Linked DNA regions of Rattus norvegicus: region 1 is linked to region 2. Evidence: chromatin contacts called from public Hi-C data. All regions are on one chromosome and are shown on one strand. Each heading gives the region's core, a stretch centred on a gene start, on an enhancer-like site or on the middle of the called end of the contact. The rest is flanking DNA. Distances are from core to core; before and after follow the strand shown. Region 1 holds the start of Pcsk5 (proprotein convertase subtilisin/kexin type 5). Region 2 overlaps Pcsk5 (proprotein convertase subtilisin/kexin type 5).

Region 1 (2,700 bases), core at 127-2,626, 78 kb after region 2:
AGCTTGTCCCAGTGGCCTGAGCCAGGCGAGGACTCTCCACCCATCCTGCCATCCTAGGCGTGGAGTTCAAAGGAAAAGGTTCTCAGAAACCATCTGTGCCCTCTTGCTTCAGCAGCATTAATGGGCACCCTCTTGCCCCGCGGCCTTGAAGCACTATGTGAACGCCCCCAAATGCCTCTATGGCCCTCCCACCTTGGCTCTACACCCAACCCTAGTCTGCTAAGAACCGCGGCAGGGCTCCCTCCTTGGATCAGTCCCAAAGAAGTTGTGAGGTTCTTAGGAGGGGCATTTATCGGTGCCCTCTCCAGTCCCGTTTCTGGTAGGAACATGGGAAAGAGGACGAAATCCAGGCCATTGGGGCCACAATACAAATCGGTGGCGCTGCCAAAGGTCTCATAAAAACGTATTGGCATTTCTCTCAGAATGGCAAATCGAATGAAAATCCACCAACAGCACCTCATCAAAACATTCCTGCCGCTCGCCACAACAGAATACCCCAGGTTTCACCAGTAGAAGATTCCCAAATTCCCGGAGCCGAACACTCCAGCCGCTTTCGGTGTCTCCCAGGTCCCTCCCCGCCCAGCTCCGGGGGCCCATATTTGGATTCTGGCCAAAGGAGGCAGCAGCCAGGACCCCCCCCCCCTAAATCCATGGGTCCCTCCCCGTGTCCTGCCCCCTTCCTCTCTCCCCACCACCTCCCGACCAGGCGCTGCACTCCAAGCTCTCCAGAGCCCAGCAGTTCCGCGGCCCAAGAGGTTAATCCAGGTTTTTCTCTCCCAGTTAGAACCAGGAGCGTTCTCACTCCTTGGCCTCCCAAAGGTCTCAACCTTCCCTGCCACAACCACTCTCAGGAGTATTTCTTCAAGCTAAAGAGCACTTCTGGACTTTCCAGGTCCAAAGGTTCAGACCAGTCTGAACCTGTCCAGGGGCACTCCATATTTTCCTACCTGTCCCTCTTTGCTTGTAAAAACAAATTAAACAGGGATCCCAGCAACTTCGGGGCATGTGTGTAACTGTGCAAGGAGCGCGAAGCCCAGAGCATCGCCCTAGAGTTCGGGCCGCAGCTGCAGAGGCACATCTGGAAAAGGGGGAGGGGTCGAAGCGGAGGGGACAAGAAGCCCCCAAACGACTAGCTTCTGGGTGCAGAGTCTGTGTCACCGGGGGTTAGTTACCTGTCCTACGTTGATGAATCCGTACTTGCTGGCTATGCGGTCTGCCTCCGCGAATCCGCCGGCGATCTTCACTGCCCAGTGGTTGGTGTAGACACGCGTCCGGCACACTGGGAGCAGACAGCCGGCGAGCAGTGCCAGCACGCACAGCAGATCCCGCCGTCCCGGGCGACAGCAGCGGCTCCCCCAGCCCCAGTCCATGGTCCCGGCGCTTCGCCGCTTTCGCCCGCCCGCTGGCTCGCGCGCTAAGCGGCGCGCACAACTAACTTCTCCGGCCTGGGCCGGCGGGGCGCGCAGCCTGGAGCGGTCGGTAGGAGGCAGAGAGCCCAGGAACGGAGCAGAGCTGCGAGCCCCTCGCAGGCTCTTAGACCATCCCTGGGGCAGCGGGTACCGGGGCGACGGGCTCTGGGCCGGTGGGGTGGTTAAGCGATCGCTCCCCGGCTGGCACGGGAAGCGGCGGAGTGGGACTGGCGCCTTCGCCGCGGGCTCTCCCGGCTCCGCTCGAGGACTCTTCGTTTGCCTCTTGCTCCTCTTCGGCCCCGGAGCGCCGCAGAGACGACTGGCCCGAGCGCAGGCAGCGGCCGGGCGCCCCCTCTGCTGAACCGGGCTCCCAGTGCTCGCTCGCCCGCTCGCTGCGCTCCCTCCGGCTCCGAGCGCGCGGGGACTGTGAGTGGCGACAGCAGCAGCGCCCGCTCCGCATAAATGACTCCCCCGCCCCCCGGAGCACCCCTCCTTTCCCACATCTCCCTCCTCCTCTACTCCTCCGCCCTCACGAGCGGGGCCTCAGCCAGTCGCCACCCAGGTCCTAGCGCCTCCCAATTCTCCCTGCTGTAACCTCCCGGGTCGGGGCAGGAAGGCCAGTCTCCCTCAAGGGTTGAGGGGAGAGTGCCTCCCGGGTCTTGATTTCTATCCTTTTTATTTCGCCAGGCTGGATTTGGATTAATTTTCCCTTACTCTGGAAAGTCTAGGATTTACACGATAATGAGAGGGAAGTATGGCAAAGATTCATTCATCCCGGCTCTAAATGCCCTGGACTAACTAAGCATTTTAAGGTCATTCTTGTCTCAATTGCCAAACAAATAACTTCGAGACTTTAACTTCGCTAATTCTTTACGCTTTTCAGTAACTGTTTATCTTATGCATTCTGCTCCCCGGAGAAGCTGCCACACAGGACAGTTAAGTCTCATTCACTCTTACAAAAGCCAAAGCCAAAAGTCTGTCGCCTGCTGACTTGGGAGATCAGCACTGGTACTCAGCAGCAACATCACAGGAGGGTGAAATTCCGTGCTTAGAGCTAGGAAAGATATTTCTATGAATATCTGCAGTACCAGAGAACAGACAAGTGTTGGTTGCAAGGGAGTGGCCATTCATTTGTTGTGTCCTTATCTCCAAGGGCTTCATTTGCCTCAGCAAGGAGAGTTTTCCAACTTTCCAAGTAGGACATGGGAGCAGTGGAGGAAAGTAATATTAAAGGACCACAGAGGAAGTCAGATGAAATGCCATTACAGCACTGCGACTTTAGACACAGCAG
Region 2 (2,711 bases), core at 20-2,519:
CTTCTATTTTAAACCATAGGAGAATTAATTTAATTTAAGAAGAAATTTGAATACAATTTTGATGACTTAAATATTAAAAGGAAATGGAATTCCAAAGAGCCTAAAATCAGTTTTACTATCTGAAATGCCACCAGGGGTTAATTTCACTTTTGATTATGTGAAATCCCTTAATAAGGGAACTGAATTAGAACAGTCCGTGCTTCCGTCCATCTTTGTTCCAGGATCAAGATTACCACACATTTAAAAAAAAATTACAGTGGTAAGACTTCATTCCACATGTGTTTGCCTTTGGAGAACCATCCTTTAAGCATTTTGACGGGTAAGGCAATGCAGTTAGTAAAGTCCACTCAAAACCTAAAGCACATATGGGACATCTCATTCTCTCCTTACCATGGTGTAAGTTTAGATGGCAGCAAAAATCACATCTTTCCCTCCGAACAAAGTTTGAATTTAGCTCAGTGGACTTCGGTTCTCTTTGGCCAGCGCCACAGCTTTGTGCATAAATCACTCCAGATATTCTCAGATCTGTATTTGAAAAACTGGATGCCCTCAAGCTCTAGGTCAACCAAATGAATACAAAGAAGAGCCTTATGTTGCACAGAGAGAAGAAATTGTTCAACGCAACTGAGATTAATATAAAAAGAGGCAAATGTCGGCAAAGGAATGGGTGATTATTTCTCAAAGTAAAGAGCATGAGGTGACCTGTTCACTGTGGGACATTATGTCAGTATCTCTCTTCTCCATGCAACATACCATTTAACCCACACAGGCAACGGTGAGGAAAGATCTGTTCACACAGAAAGAGACACTCCTCCCTTGTGAATAATTCACCTCCATTGCATGCATCATCCAGTTCTCCTGGTTATTTATATGGGGATGACATCGGCTCTTATTTCTGACTCCCGTGGACCCTACTGCTGTGATTTTGATCATAGTGGAAAAATCAGTGAGGAACAATGATTTTCGAAAGTTCCGAATTGGGGACTTGAAGTTTTACTTGTATCTGTATTTTGCTTTTTTAAATGAGGCATTGCGACTAGCCTGGTGGCTTTCATCGCTTAATCTTCATCAGGGTTGGATGAAATCTCCAAAATTAAACACTGAGCATTTCCTTGCTGACAATCACCTGTTTTATAAATTAAGTACTGTTGGGAAAAACAATGTCACTTTTCTCTTCTTGTAAAATGTTAAACGCACAACTTTTAGGCAGAATGTGTACCAGGTTCCCCAAAGGCCAAAGAGTTCAAAGTTAATCAATAACTATTGTGACATCACTGGAGGCTGACAACTGAACAGAGCTCTCCATCATCAGAGAGATGAAAGCCATGAGGATTGATAAAGATCTCTGATGAAGACATCCATCTCTCCCCTCTCCTCTCTCCCCTCTTTCTGTCTCCCTCTGCCCCTCCCTCCTTCTCTCCTTCTCCTGTCCTCTGTGTGTTTTTATATTCGAGTCTTACACTTGGCAGAAGAGCTGGGGGATTTTGCAACCAGAAATGTTGGGACTGTGATAGCCTTGAACATCAGTACCACCCTCTGAAGTAGTCAGCATACAGTTAACTTTGGTTAAGGTCACAGTGAAACATGCCTTTCACACTCCGGGAAAAGCATTTCAAAATCCGTGGGCAAACAGGAAAGGGATTGACATTGTTTCCTCTAAACCCAGTTACTGGAGGCAAACCAAATGTTTTCTCAATCTTTGTAAGATTCCTTCACATCAGAAACCATGTCAGGGCTTCCCGCAAAGTAGTACCTGACATGACTTGTAGGTCATGGCACAGAAAGTCCGGAAAAATGTCTGATAACAGTACAGGGTGGAATTCATACCAGGAGGAGAAAAAACAGGCTTAGCCTAGGTTTTCAGCTCCCTGGCATCCCCTGTGAGTTCTACAGGAGTGCCAAGTCATTACACTGGGGCTTCTTTCCCCTGAACTTATGGCCATAGCACCAACAATTACAGGAATGATGGGGTTGGGGCAAGAGAAAGAAAATGTTTTCACCCCTGTCATCTAACTGGACATTTGTCAGTAGAAGACAGATAATTTCCACCATGAAACTTCCTTCTTTCATGCCATGTGCTTTAGATGCCTGACCCTGAAGTCAATTATATTACTATGATGGACACTGCACCTGGTTGCTCAGAATTGGGGAAGACATAGAGGGTTATCCAATTCTCTCCATCCTCACCCCTCTATCCCTTCAGAGAACTCTACCTGGCACATTCAGAGCCTTGCTTGACAGTGGAGTGAGAGCTGAACGTGTCCAGAGTTCCCAGAAACACTGTTAAGTTTTGAAGATTTGAGAAGGGACTGTCAAGATTCTAGCACCAGAAGGAGCCACTTCTTAGAGACTTCACTCCAGTTTGAGACTTAGCAGCCCAAGGAGACTGAGATGGCTGTCAAGGATGAAAACGTCACTACTGACTAGATGTAGAGGCTCTATTTAGAAGCAGGGAATCCAGTGTCTCTGAGTTTCTCCAGCCCCAACAGAAACTATTCTGTGGTTCACTCAGAGTGTGCACTCCATAAAGATTTGGAAAATAAATGGATTTATTCACTGGTTCTCAGTAAAAGAACCAGTAGATTGTTTTTTTTTTTCAGGCCCCTAAACAACCCAGGGGAAGCAAAAGAGCAAACAGACTTCCAAAACTCTCAAAAGGCAGAGAAAATAACTCTATAGCATAAGGACTATGTAGTCACTATTACTGTTTT

What was found. A called contact is a pair of places that touch in the nucleus more often than the background predicts.
Region 1: a contact with region 2 is called in a Hi-C map of liver, with 2.7 times the contacts expected there. The contact joins the promoter of Pcsk5 here to the enhancer-like site in region 2. A contact is called at or near these places in 4 of 12 Hi-C or Micro-C datasets (Schwann cells, kidney and liver).

What each region holds. Positions count from the first base shown.
Region 1 is chr1:224,692,971-224,695,670 of GRCr8, forward strand. Pcsk5 (proprotein convertase subtilisin/kexin type 5) reads right to left here and starts at 1,377. Exons shown (of 21, transcript NM_053823.1): 1 at 1,173-1,377. The coding sequence starts at 1,370.
Region 2 is chr1:224,615,077-224,617,787 of GRCr8, forward strand. The region is part of intron 2 of Pcsk5 (proprotein convertase subtilisin/kexin type 5); the gene reads right to left. Among named protein-coding and RNA genes, the nearest start is that of Pcsk5, 78 kb to the right of the region's middle. Within about 2 kb of position 1,270, at least 2 of the 93 cell types and tissues checked have an H3K27ac peak or open chromatin away from gene starts, as enhancers often do. A contact at or near this core is called in liver, where this site is marked.